2 separate regions of the Anas platyrhynchos genome follow, and region 2 is linked to region 1. The links are chromatin contacts, called in public Hi-C maps. All regions are on one chromosome and are shown on one strand. Each heading gives the region's core, a stretch centred on a gene start, on an enhancer-like site or on the middle of the called end of the contact. The rest is flanking DNA. Distances are from core to core; before and after follow the strand shown. Region 1 overlaps ABLIM1 (actin binding LIM protein 1). Region 2 holds the start of ABLIM1 (actin binding LIM protein 1).

Region 1 (7,076 bases), core at 2,619-5,118:
ATGCCCATAAGAAGAGAAAGAACTACAAGGCAAGAAACCAACCTTGACACCAAAATGACTGCAACAAGGTTCTGTCTGGGACACGAAGACTCTGATAAACCAAACTTCAGCTTAGATTGTGATAGAGAGCTGAACTCTAGTTGAGTTGAACTCATCTTCCCCTGGCCTCAGCTGATTCAGCTCTGAAAGGATATAGCTCTAGATCCTCTCAGAAACCTAATTTTCTTTCTCATTGATACTAGAAAGAGCAACATGAATGCAACCTTTCTATATTCACATCCACTACACAGAAGGCTCCAAACAGAAATAGCTCATTTCTTCCCAGCTCTCTGCAGACTCAAAGAACCTCCTCTTTTATTATTTTCATCTCCATGCCTCTGAATAGATCACATTGCTTTCAGCAATAGATTGCACAGGTTTGAGCACCTATCATGTGCTGTGTAATAGAGTAACAGCAGAAATAGCATCTAAAGTCATTTTAGAATATTTTATGCTTCCCAGTCTCACAAATCCAATTACTTCTCTCCAACTATGCTGAGTACTCTCCAATAGAGAGTACTGAACTGAAAAACTCATCAGTAGATGTGAACAGATAGGCAGATGGTAGTAGACCTCCAGATAAAAGCCAGACACAGCCTTTCTAACTCAAGGGAAAAGTCAGACTGTTCTCACTAATTATCTTTGTGGCTCTCCAAAAGAATTAGAAACACCCTGCAAAGGAGGCAGACTAAGATCACAGCTAACTGGAAAAGTGTATTTCCTCTCAGTAGAAGCAGTGACAGGCACAGCAGCTGTCTACATGCTTTCTGAGTCTCAATTGGTGGCTACTGTCCCAGCTAATATTCGAATATTGAACTACAGAGACCTCCAGAGCTAGAAAATCGAACTGTTTCCACTTTGCATCAAATATGAAACTTATCAGGTGAGGGCTGACACAGTCCTATACCAGCAGTAGATGGAACACAAAGAAGAGAACTTATAATACACATTTAACTAGCAAATTCCATCTGTTTTTATTTTGGTAATACTTTCAGGTTTATTTCTTGGACTCATTAAAATAATACATCTGGTTTCCTCTCCAAAAAATATGCCTGTAACTGAAATTCTTCCTGGCTTTCCCATTTCTTCCACTTTATTATACAAAGGGAATTTTGTGTTGGTTCCCCCCTTTTTGCTCCAGGAAGGTTGAGTATTAAACATAACTAAATCTGGAGCCAACCCACACAGCCCCTTTCTAGGCCTAAGCTCAAAGGTCAGGTTATTTCCATTGAACATAGAATCCTATATGGAAGGGAGGCAACAGGTTTGTTCCTCATATTTCAATGGTAACAGGACAAGGAAGGTCGTCTGCATTTTTACCCACTGAACATTTCTGTGATGACACAGAGGGATCCATGCATAATTCAAGGATCCCATCTCACAGGGGACTAGTCACAGCCATGGGAGACAGTACTGACAACAAAAGATATGCAACTGTAAAATGATTTGGCCAGAGATGCAAAGAGAACACAGAGGATTCCAACTAAAAGTAAACAAAAGACTGTTCAGACATTTTCTGTTTGTGCCTTCTTGTTTCTAACATATTATTTCCAGTACATTTCTCCCTCACCTTGTCAGCATCATTCATATCATCTGGCCTTATTTGAGAAGAAAAATCTCAGGTACACAACCCCCCTTCATGACTATATATCTCAGAATACTCACAGTTGTCAAAGGTAATGATTCCAGTACTCAAATTACCTCTATAAATATATCAAATCTGACACAGAATAAGAAATGCAACAGACTTTGCACATCACCACTAAAAAAGAAACACAGAAATCATAAATCCATAGAAACTAGTGTAATTAATTCTCTATCACATACTTTCCCTGATTACTCCAAAGGTAAAACACTTGAAAATATTTCTGAAAATTAGCACCTTTGCTCTAAAATCAGCAGTAAAATTTTCCCATGAGAATTTTTTTTTTTTTTGCGGCTCCATCAGAACATAATGGGATGTGGCCCAATTCTTAAACTCCATCTTACAAAGCACGTACCTCTAGGACTTTCCCAGTAATGAACTGGTGACATGCTTCACACTTGACTCCAAAAAGAACCTGATAGTCCTTTTCACAATAAGGAGCACCATCTCTGAAAAAGAAAATCCACAAAATATAAACCACCTTTTAATAAATGGGTTACAACATGACTTACATTCTTCCCTTGTTTTCACTCTGGAACTCCAATGAACAGCAATCGGCAAAACCAAGAGATGTATTTTGCAGTAGAAGAAAAAAAAATAAAAAATCATATTCTCATAATTCTATAATTATTCGTTTAAATTTCCATAAAGGAAAGGTACCCAACCTTGAAACACTGAAGCAAACCTCATTCTTAAAAAACAGACTCTAAAACTACAGGTGGTACAATTCTAGAGAAATTATTGGAACTCTATCCATGGTGATGAGTGGAGATCATTCAACAAAGAAATCTTCTGTAGTCTGTGAAGAGCATAACCAGTTGCTTCTAAGTGTAAGGTCATGGATGTTTTTGGTATGAACAATGTACATCCATCGTACAAATGGAAGCACCAATCAGAGCTTAATATTATTTCTCGGGTGCTAGCATTGACCTTTTAAGAAATTACAGAATTTATTTCATTTAATTGATTTATAATATTATACATCCCACTGTACTTACTGATGGGTTTGTGAAACATACTTTATTTCCCTGCATTTTCTCCTCATTATATACTTGAAGAGGAGAACAAGGACTGTATCTTCATTCCTTCTGTTTTATAATTACAACACTTTTCCCCCTTCACTTCCTCTGCCCCTCCTTATGTTCAATACTCCCTTCATTAGTTTCTCATTTGGAGTTGAGAAACACTAGCAGGTCAATCACATCATGTTTAGTCTATTCTGTAGCAAAGACAAATAATGGACAGGTTCCTATTTTTTTCCTCAATATCAATGCTGGAAAACAAAATGGCACAAAGCTGTATCAAAGCTGTATCGAACACAGAAAACATAGGAATTCACTCAAACCCTTGTGGGAGCATTGAGATATACCCTCTTCTGTACTGGTATTAAGTAAGGACTGCTATCATTAAACATCACATTGCAGTTGCTCTTTCCAGTTTACCTCCCTTCCCCAGCTCAGCTCTCATTGACAGCAAAGAATTTTGGCATATGCTGAGAGGTGATAGAAACTGGATATCAAAAGGTGAACTTTGCTGCAAGCTCTTCCCTTCTGGCAACAAGAACTCATGCCAACAGTGGAGGAGAGTTGCAGAGGCTACTTACTTGCTGATGTATTCCCCAGTTAGGACCTTCCCACAGGCCTTACACTTAAAGCATCCCAGGTGCCACTGCTTATCCAGAGCTAGCAATGCTTGTCCATTCTTTATGTCTCTTCCACAGCCAGCACAATCTGCAAATAAGCAAACAAATGCATTTGCTGTCAGTTACCTGGTTCATTGTTGCTCATTAACCACCCAACAACTGCTAGACTTGGTAATCAAAGGGGAAAATTATACAGCTATGCAGAGACACATCTTCTTCCTTTCCCCAGAGACTTACAGATCCTCCATGAAGATACAGTCTTCTTTACTACAGACATATTCAGCAGAGGACAGAAATCTCTATCCTGTTTTTCACACTTTGTGATTCAAAGATTGCTAGGTGAGCTTTGTACAAACTTAAGATTTTGTTGGGAAGCAGCTATGAACCATCATCCAGAAAAGTACCAGCCTTCCAAAGGAATCGGTATTTTTCTCATTTTGCTCTTTGCAAGATCTGGAGTGCCAAAGTGAAGCAAAGAAAGGAGGCCTGGGCGAGTGCCACCAGGATGCTGCAGTCTCCCATTGGGTGGCAGCAAAGCCCAGAACGTCCACCCAGCCACAGGCGGTGGCACATCCCAGCCCAGGAAGAGAGGAGAGAGCATTTTTAGCAAGGGCCTGAGGCGAGGGTGACAGCAGTGTGACAGCACTAAATGCTATATGACGGGGCATATTGTGTTCCACCTGCAGGTGTGGAAAACAGCAGCTTTCCTGGGCTCTAATAGGCACAAGCACTCTCACTTGGGGATTTTGGTACTACCCAGTAGCCCATGCTCAGTTTTTGCTGTGATTCAGAAAGACAATTTGATGGCAGACAGCAAACCTGAAGCCCGGAGCCACCGAATGCCCTCTGTCCCAGAAGATGCCACAACATCTCACGTCACATCAGAAATCTTGGGCTCAGCCCTGAGCTCCCATTCCTCTCCATTCAGATATAAGATACTCAAGAGATTTCCTGGCACGGGGCAGTTCAGTGCATGGGGAGATTTGATGAGACTGATGTGGGACACAGCAGGGAACCACCGGTGCTGTGCTGGAGCCTCGAGAGAAAGGACAGCCTGGCAGAGCAGCGAGGCAGAAAGGGAATGCCCATCAACTGGGACACGCTTAGAAGCCAGAGAGAACCTAGAACAAAGGTTTTTCTGTATTTTATTATCCCAAAACTTGGTGTTCTTTTCATGAATATCACATCCTCTCCATGTGTCTGAAACATCAACAAACAGCCTCAAACCAAGACCAGTTCCAGCTGACTGTACAGGTACAGCCCTGACACCATCATCTCCTCACAGTTTTACAGTCCAGGTAACACTACACCCTGCAAAAGGGCGACTCCAGATTTATTATCACAACTGACAATAAAAGGAGTGTCTCCTTTTGACACCCAAGGGCCTGACTTTTGTTTGCTGGATAATGGGCGAGGACAGCCCCAAATAGGCGCTGTGCATTCCTGCGAACCAGGTCACTATTTGCAGCAGGCCTCTCTATCAGCATTCTTCATGCTCTCGACTCCCTCAAGAGAACAGGCCCAAGCACCACGGTATCTTGTAATAAAATGCAAGTCACAGACCAATGATGCAGCTTGGACTTGAAAAGCAACCCTGAGATGTCCTAATCCCAGGGCTTTGCTCTAAAGGACAAAAGTTACAAATTGAAATTATGAAATGACAAGTACTGACAGCACGTAATGGATCCCTCTGCTCTTCTGTGCCGTTTCAAGGCTTCATGCCACTCCACAACGACAGCAAGGGCTGGAACAGGTCACTGAGAGAGGCGCTGGAGTTTATGAAATGGGACTGAGGGGGAGACAAGTGAACATCTGTCAGGATGCCATTGGTACATTGATCTTCCCTTTGCTTTGGAGAGGATACTACATTACATCAGGTTCCTTCCAACCTGAAGCCATGCAATACACCTACCAACTGTAACAAGAAATGAGATCTTTCCTCCCACCTCAGTGGGTGCTGAGCTGCAGCTTTAATCAGCACCCATTTCTCAGCTTCCTAGCACTCCTGCTTCTCCCTGCTGTGCCAGCTTCCACATTCCTGACCTGCGGTCCTGCCAAACCATGACACATTCCCTGTTGCAATAATCCCTCCAAAAATCTGCTGTGTTTTCCATGCTTTTGGCAGCTTTATCCAGGCAAGTTTTGCGAAGCTGAAATTTTGCAGATACGGAACCAAGAAAAGAGATTTTTTAAAGCACTTTGTAGCACTTCAGCTGAATTTCTGAAGCCAAGTCAGAATAGAAGAACTGCCTTATGTAAAAGGGCCCACCCAGTCCACAGTCTTTGTCTTTCCTGTTGCAAAAAGCAGTTACGTGGAGGAAATAGGGACCCATGAAGCATGCCCACCTGTGTACTTGCTTCCTGTAAGTCAAAGGTGGCGGTGTTGGACATGCATTTATTATTCTATAGCAACTATGACATTCGCTCACTCTTTGTGTGTTCCTTAAAGAGTAAATGAATATCATTCATTATTTCCAGTCACAGGCATACTGAACATCTAATATCAAAGCAAGCTAATAGCCCAAGTACTGTCTTACTAGGCTGAGATGGCTTTTAACTAAACCTGATTTTAATTCTAGCAAAACAGTTGGGTATGCGCATGAGAAGCTAGCAATTATCATTATTTCCCAAAATAGAGAGTAAATAAGGCTGGGCTAGGCTAAGAAAAGACCATTTATTCATCCAAATTCTACAAATAAAAGCCATTTATGACCGCAGGCATGTATGAAGCATATTAAAGCTTTTGGCTGAATGTCATCAACAGACAGCATATGCGGGCAGGATCTCAGTATCACACTAAGCACAGGCTGCATCAGCCTAAGCCATAACTACCTCATGCTGCAAAGAAAAGGGCAGTGAGATAAGACTAGTGGTTCACAACCACATGCCAGGCCAAACTTGTACTCAAAAATCTGAAAACTCTCTCCCAGAATTTTGTGTAATGGTTCGCACAGCAGTTCTCCCTCTGGCTTCACACCTGGGTCAAACAGATGGCGTCCCTTTGACCCTGAGCTCTCTCGTGCTCTCTTTTTGTCAGATAACCCACATTCCTCCCCACTCCCATCCATTTCACAGCTGGGCCAGCATAACACAGAGGAGAAGTGCAGTGTGAATGCACGAGTGAGCAGTACGGCTCCTGTACACACTTAGAACATAAAGAAAAGCCTACCACAAAATCAGTATGTGGAATTACATTTGAGCTGAAGGAAGACTTGAGGTGAGACAGTCCATGGCACTAATTCTCCTAAGAAACATGAAGTAACACACATGCTGATGTGTATTGTGGCTGCCTGTGACACCAATAGTTGCAATTCCCCACCTTGTAGCCTCCACCAGCGACGTCGACCTGCTCAGACATGGTACAGAAGAAGTGAATTTGCCCTCTCTCAGCAGTAGCTGACAGCATCATTTTTAGCCAAGCAAAAGCTCCTTGCGTGGTTCTCTGCCAGAGATGGCTAACATAACCTGTTGTGGTTTTCCTGTTCCCTGACTAGGTCTGCTCAATCTGACGATACAACCTAACATATTTAAGTTACAGCTCTGGAAAAAAAATCACTCAGAAGGCTGTCATATTTGATGTGTCTGAATACAAAAGCAAAAGACAAGAAGGACAAAAGGGCTGTAGCTGAACGTTGAGTCAGCCAGCCCAAACGCATGGAAAAGTGGGGGGACAGGACAAGGGGAAGCAGCATGACACTGTAATATTGTGCATGATGAAGACCTCCACCCCCCAGTCACCTTAAGCTGCCT
Region 2 (6,244 bases), core at 2,894-5,393, 110 kb after region 1:
ACTCCCACACTTACAGTATCAGAGCGGCACGGCACAACCTGTTAATATTAGACAGCAATAATATTTCTTTAACTCTGGCTTCTGTCAAAACTTAGTGATTTTTGTTATGGCACAAAAAAAGGCAGGAAAGACACCACTATTGATAAACCTATTTTATGTGCCTTCATTTTGCCTGAATTTGCCTGCTAGACTAAATATAGCTCGTGCTAATTCTTTCAATATTTAGAAACAAACAAACAAACAGCAAAGATATTATTTGTCCACACCAAACACTACCATTTGTGCCTGCTTGCTTCAGTGTAACTGCAGATTACTAAAGTTAAAAATAGCCATTTTCCATTAACTTAGACCTTCATGATAACAAGTAGTTTTGACAGTTTTTAAGCAGTTTGAGATAACATGCACAAGTAGGTCACAGTTATACTTGGCTTTAGAAAAATGTCTTTCATCCAGCGAATTTACAGCTCTTTACAAACAAGCCCTTAGGTAAGCAACAACCTATAAGGCTTACTCCAACACCCAAATTCAGTCATGTATGAACCCTAATAGCAGCTACTTAACAACAGCTGAAAGTATAATATGAAGACCTGTGCAAACTGCACAATAGAAAGCATGACTGACGTCAACGGCAGTGATCCCAACAGGCTGCAGAACAGGTCATGAGAGTGCCCTGGGAAGGGCTCCAACTTGACAGGGACATGGAAAAGGATTTTCAAAGTTTGCTTTAGTTTAGCTCCCGGTTCAATCGCCAGATTTCCAAAATGATTATTCGTTCACGCTTCTGGGAATACTCATCTATGCTACTTCATCTGGCATTTGGTCAGAACGTCAGCTAGAGCTGTACTATGAGGAAGGCTGCAAAGGAAGTTTAGAGACCTTATGCTTTGGTAACAGGGAGAGGTGAGGGACATTGCAAAGAACATCAACAACATAGTCTGTATGGGTTGGTAGAAAATAAAAGAGAATTTCAGAAAATTTATCATAAACCACAGGTCAGCCATTAGTCCTCACAACAATCCCCCTGGAAAAAAATATCTCCCATTATTTCCATTGTACAAGTAGGGAAGTATAAAACTCTTCACCCAGAGTTCCATTTACAGCAAAATTACATTATTTTGTATTATTTGCTATACTTTATGTATTGATTCACAATCTACCATTATGTCTTTGGCTATACGGCACTTCTGCTTAAATAACAACAAGGAACTAGAGCAGAAGAGTTCAAAGGGATGGTTCAAAACACAGAGGTCCTGATGGATTTCAGGAGTTTCTTCCATCATCTGTTGCAGTCAGTTCACTAGACCATGCTGCCTCCTGGAGCAAAAGAGACGAATAAAGAGAGCTGCACAAATTGAACACTGATGATATTGTGATATGTTTTACTATGCCTTGAGTATCTTCTGCAGTTTAGTAATAAAAATGGCACAGGTAAATCTTTACCTCTTTGGCTATTCTTGGTATGCCTGGTGTACAAACAGCAAGTAGACAGCTCCAGACCTGATGCATTCAGAATAATAATGATCACCTTTTGGACAGCTAACACTACATAAAATATTAACAGTCAACATTCGCTGAACACTCAGACCCTAACGATACCGAGGTTTTAATGAGACTCCTTATGCATGAGGTAATCTGCCAGCATGAAGCAAAGGGTCCTGATCCAACACTCAGACAAAGCCCTGATCCCATAAATACATATTTCTTATCTGAGCTACATGCTCAGGAGTAACCTCATTAAGATCCATCATGCCACATTAAGTGTCTACAAGTAAGCTCATACATAACATTTTATCAGTTGTAACGTTTAGAACAGTTGACAATAAAAATGTTCTGTACCGCCTCACACACAAACAGCCTTTGGTCAGCACCAAGCAACTCTACTATGTACTCCTACAGACATGTTTATTTTCCAACTAAGTCCATCTGTTAACATTGAAAAGCAGAAATCAATAGAAATTAATGTCTTAATCTCTTTTATGAATATTATTTGTTGCATCTCTAAACTCCTGTGAGGTCCCTGTCCCTCCAATTAATTGCTCTGAAAAAACCTGGATGGCATGGGAAAGGCTGAGAAAGAATTCCCCCTTCATCTCCAGGCAGCTCTCCAGCAGAACCAAGCAGGCATCAAACATCCGTGCCGTGCCGATGAAATATGAAAGAGGGATGGTGGGGGGAGAAAATGGGAATTGGACCAGTGGAAATGTTCCCTGGCTACCCTTTCTGTACATTTCAGGTTTGGTGGAGCAAAACATCTGCAGAGCTGAAATTGCAAGGTATTTCCATTCCTTCCCCAACTCCAGGTAGCCCTGTGAAGACGGCCATCTAATGCATGTCATAAAGCTTTGCTGAGACCAGGGCTTTCCCACCCAGGTACTAAAGCAGCCTTAGCACAGCACTGATGCTAACACAATTAGCACTCTTCCAGAAATGGATCCTTCGGAGACTGATGCAGACCATGGCTTCCTACAGCAAGAACTCCACAGAGCCACAAGGAATTGCGCTGACCCACCACCATTTATTATTTATACCTGGGATGGGTGCGACGCTGTGGGAACATGGAGCCAGGCACACTGCGCTGACAACCCTACAGCAGTCGCACGCTGCCGTCCATGTGCGCGAGGCTCATTCGGACAGCGGGAGGAATCCAGGCAAACCAAAGCGCTGGTGCACGTCGGGCGGTGTGTAGTGCGTGAAGACGCAGAGAAATAAGGGGATGCACAAGCAGGGCGTATCCCTGCATCCAGGGGCTTGTTCACACGCGATATGTAATTTTCACAAAGTGTTTTTTTTTTTCAATGCAGAGACAACCGGGGAGTGGTTTTACTGGTTATTACCGCGCAGATAATTTTCTTTAAGGGGAAAAAAAAATAAAAAAATAAAAAAGAGAGAGATGCTTACCGGTATTTCAGCTTTGTTATGACAGCGTTCAGAACATGTTTAACTTTACGCCTCCGGTTCCTCCGAGGGCAGCGCCCCGCGCCCCGCACCTGCAGCCCCGTTCCCAGCCCCAGCGCCCGCAAGGGGGCTCGGCACCCTCGGGCCCCCCACCCCGGCACCCGGCGCCCCCTCCCCGAGCCCCTTCGCCGCAGGGCTCCTCGGTGATCCCCCAAACCCCCCGGTCCCCCCTCGCCCCCCGCAGACCCACCTCTGGCGGACATGGCCGGGCCGTGCCGGGCCGTGCCGAGCCGGGCGGGGCCGCGGCGCTCTCCGCGCTGCGTGCGCCTGTGCGGCTCGGCTGGGCTCGGCTCGCCTTGGATCGGATTGGATCGAGTGGGATCGCCTGGGATCGGGCTGCCGAGGGCAGGGCGGCGGCTGCGGGGCGGAGCGGGGCGGGCGCAGCGCTGCGGGCCCGGAGGGGCAGCGGGCGCCCCCCCGGCGGGGGCCGGGAGCTCCCCGACACGGCGAACCCGACCTCAGCGCCCCGGGAGGCTGCGGGGAAGGGCAGGCGACGGGAACCGCAGGGCTGCGGCCGAATTGAGCCGCGAGAGGTGGCTCCGCTCAGGGTCGGCACGGCCAGCAAGCAGGACCCGGGGTGCTGCGGCAGCCGGCACGGCGGTGGCACGGGGGCTGAGTCACGCTCCTCCTGCTCTGCTGTGCCACACGCAGCGCAGCTGCCTCCCAGCAGCAAGCCCACACGGTTTTCCTACGAAAGAAACGCAGCCGGAGATCCAGGAGAGGTGGCGGTGCTCGCATCCCTGCCCGCGGCTGCGTGGCGCGGTCCCCACCGCAGTGCCGGGGCGCAGCCGGCTGGTGGCTGCTTGGCAGCGCCCTGGTGTGCTCGCCCCGCTGCCAGCCGGGCAGCGAGGTATATATGTGCATGTAAAATGTGTGTGTGTACGTGTATGTGTAAGGGAGCAGAGCAGCAGCACAAGGGCGAGCACACACGTGTCCTCTCATCAGGTGATGTAGGCGCAGACAATGCGCCGGCACAGCTGTTCCTCCCATATCGCACTCAGCCAGCAATGACTTGTGGTCATACACACCTCTGTTTGCCATGCATCGCCCCACTGTCACCTGCAGCTCATACTCATTAGGTCGTTCTGTCTTCTTGCCCCTTGTTTCTGAATCCTGCGGCAGCAATGAAATAAATCGCAGGTTCGCCTCTTTCCCAGCTCCTGTAGTTGCTCAGCGAACGTTCACTCAAAAAAAGTTCCCTTCCCCATCTTCTTTTCTGAAATGAGTAACGTTTTCCACTTGGAAACAACTCAGGTTTTCTTTCTTGTACCAAAAGAGCCAAGGTTTTCCTCAGTAATATAACAGCATTTTGTGTTTTTAATTGAGTCATTTCCTATGCACTTCCTTCAACGAATTTCTGACTAGCATTATCAAGGGTTCTCCTGTGTGATGCTTAATAGATGGCTTTAAAAAAAAAAAAGGTTCAGGAACATGCAGAAATTAGCTTTTTAATGAAGAATTTCCTTTCTTTATGCTGCTAGGAAGTGAAAGGAGAAAGGCATTTGTACCTTGGTTTTCTATAGAACACAAAGAATTTATTCCACTTAGTGTGCAACACCTCTAAGGCTGAGCAGTTCAACAGACATGTTGATCAGAGAAAGTTAGAATGGATCAGATACAGAATCCATTTATTAAAATTAGCCATTTAGTTGGGTTTCCTAAGTAATTGAGGGTGATAGAGTTTCATTTTTCTGTCTGTCCAGCAAATCCCCTTCAAGAACTTCAAGTCCCAGATATGGAAAATTTCTATTAAAGCTGACTAAAAGGTAGAACTCAGAAAGAGTTCAACAACTTTACAAGTTTTGTAGTAATTAGGACTTGCAAAGAGAAATTAAAATGAAGAAAAGCTGCAGTGGGAACTCAAGAGTTATCAGTTCTGGAAGCCATGCCTTCATTAGCCACAAGTACCAGCCAGGCAATCTGCATGTATGCAGCTGAATCAGCTTCTGCAACGGCTGTCTCCTGTCCTGCCAATATTTAGGGAATGTGGAAGGGAGCTGAAGAGAAAGGAGAGGGTGGGAAAGGGCGGTACAGAGAGGAGGGAAGACCTCAAACAAGATCCAGACAAGATGGGCAAGCCAATCCAAGAGTTTGCTACTGCTGCTTCTGCAAGCGGTTGTCACGTACTCTCCTGTGCACTGTGTTTTTCCTACTCTCCCCAACACATGTGCTCCTGCTCCCCTTGCTGGTCTCACCCCTATCAAACAACTTTAGCTCATTAATCACCAAGGAATTGCTCAATTCCTTGTGCTGGTGAGTTTTCTGCCAGGAAAAGGAAACAAAAAGATAGCCAAAAATGAAAACCTAAGGCTCAGATAAACACTGGAGCTTACAGAAGACAAGTGCAGAACTGCATGGCCAGCAAGAGGTGAAGAACAGGTGAGCATTAGAGGGAAAAGAGATGGTCTTTTTGAGCAGCAGCAAGCTGTTGAGCTGTTCAGTTGACTGAGCCATTTCCTGACCACTTAAGAAGTCCATTAGGAGCAGTGATTGACATTGCTTTATTTCAGGCACCTAGCTGAGGTTTCTGAATTAGCCAGCTGAGAAGCAGGATCCTACCTGCTACTTTTTTGTATTGACTATACAGACAGCTTAAGCTTCTAACTCAAATTAGACAGAAAAACAAACAAACACAAACACACACACACTAATGACAGTGTTTTTTAAAGGTATTTGGGCTTTGAGAGATGCAAACAGGCACCTGGGGATTTTTTAGAGATTTTTACAAAGTACTTCGACCAATTTTAGCAGCCAGGTGTTTTCAAATCCCCTATTGGTATATTCAGATGCTTAAATGCCCTTGAAGAGCTATGTTTTTTAAGGTCACAGAGAAAATTATGTCAGAGTAAAGAACAGAACCTGCATCTTTCCAGAAAAGCCCTCTAAATATTGGACTGTATTCTCTGTACAACATACCTTGCTGTCACTTGTGAATATATTCACCTGTGTGAATACATAAAAGATTCTGTTTTTCTATCCATTAAGTAAACAGGTTTTAGACAAACTGAAAACTCTTAAAAGAATGATGATGTCCAGCTAAGTCAGCAAAGGCTGGATTTATACATTTGAACTGTGAAAACATTAATCACTTTTACTGATATAACCTAGAGTATTGGAGATCTTGGCAGCTAAGAAAAAGCCTCTAAATAAGCCCATTAGTAGCTAATCTATATTGCCGTTGCACCAAAATGGCTAAGTACCCTGGAGGAACTTAGGGCACGGACCAGAATATGAAATTCATTTCTGAGGATCAGGTTTGGAAAGATCAGCTAAACATTGACTAGGATTT

What was found. A called contact is a pair of places that touch in the nucleus more often than the background predicts.
Region 2: a Hi-C map of subcutaneous adipose tissue shows a contact between it and region 1, with 4 times the contacts expected there. The contact joins the promoter of ABLIM1 here to the enhancer-like site in region 1. A contact is called at or near these places in 3 of 8 Hi-C or Micro-C datasets (F5 follicle, skeletal muscle and subcutaneous adipose tissue).

What each region holds. Positions count from the first base shown.
Region 1 is chr6:33,036,598-33,043,673 of IASCAAS_PekinDuck_T2T, forward strand. It overlaps ABLIM1 (actin binding LIM protein 1), which reads right to left. Exons shown (of 23, transcript XM_072039808.1): 5 at 3,288-3,414; 6 at 2,040-2,133. Among named protein-coding and RNA genes, the nearest start is that of AFAP1L2, 87 kb to the left of the region's middle. Within about 2 kb of position 3,869, at least 4 of the 8 cell types and tissues checked have an H3K27ac peak or open chromatin away from gene starts, as enhancers often do. A contact at or near this core is called in subcutaneous adipose tissue, where this site is marked.
Region 2 is chr6:33,149,607-33,155,850 of IASCAAS_PekinDuck_T2T, forward strand. It overlaps ABLIM1 (actin binding LIM protein 1), which reads right to left and starts at 4,144. Exons shown (of 23, transcript XM_072039808.1): 1 at 3,984-4,144. The coding sequence starts at 3,996.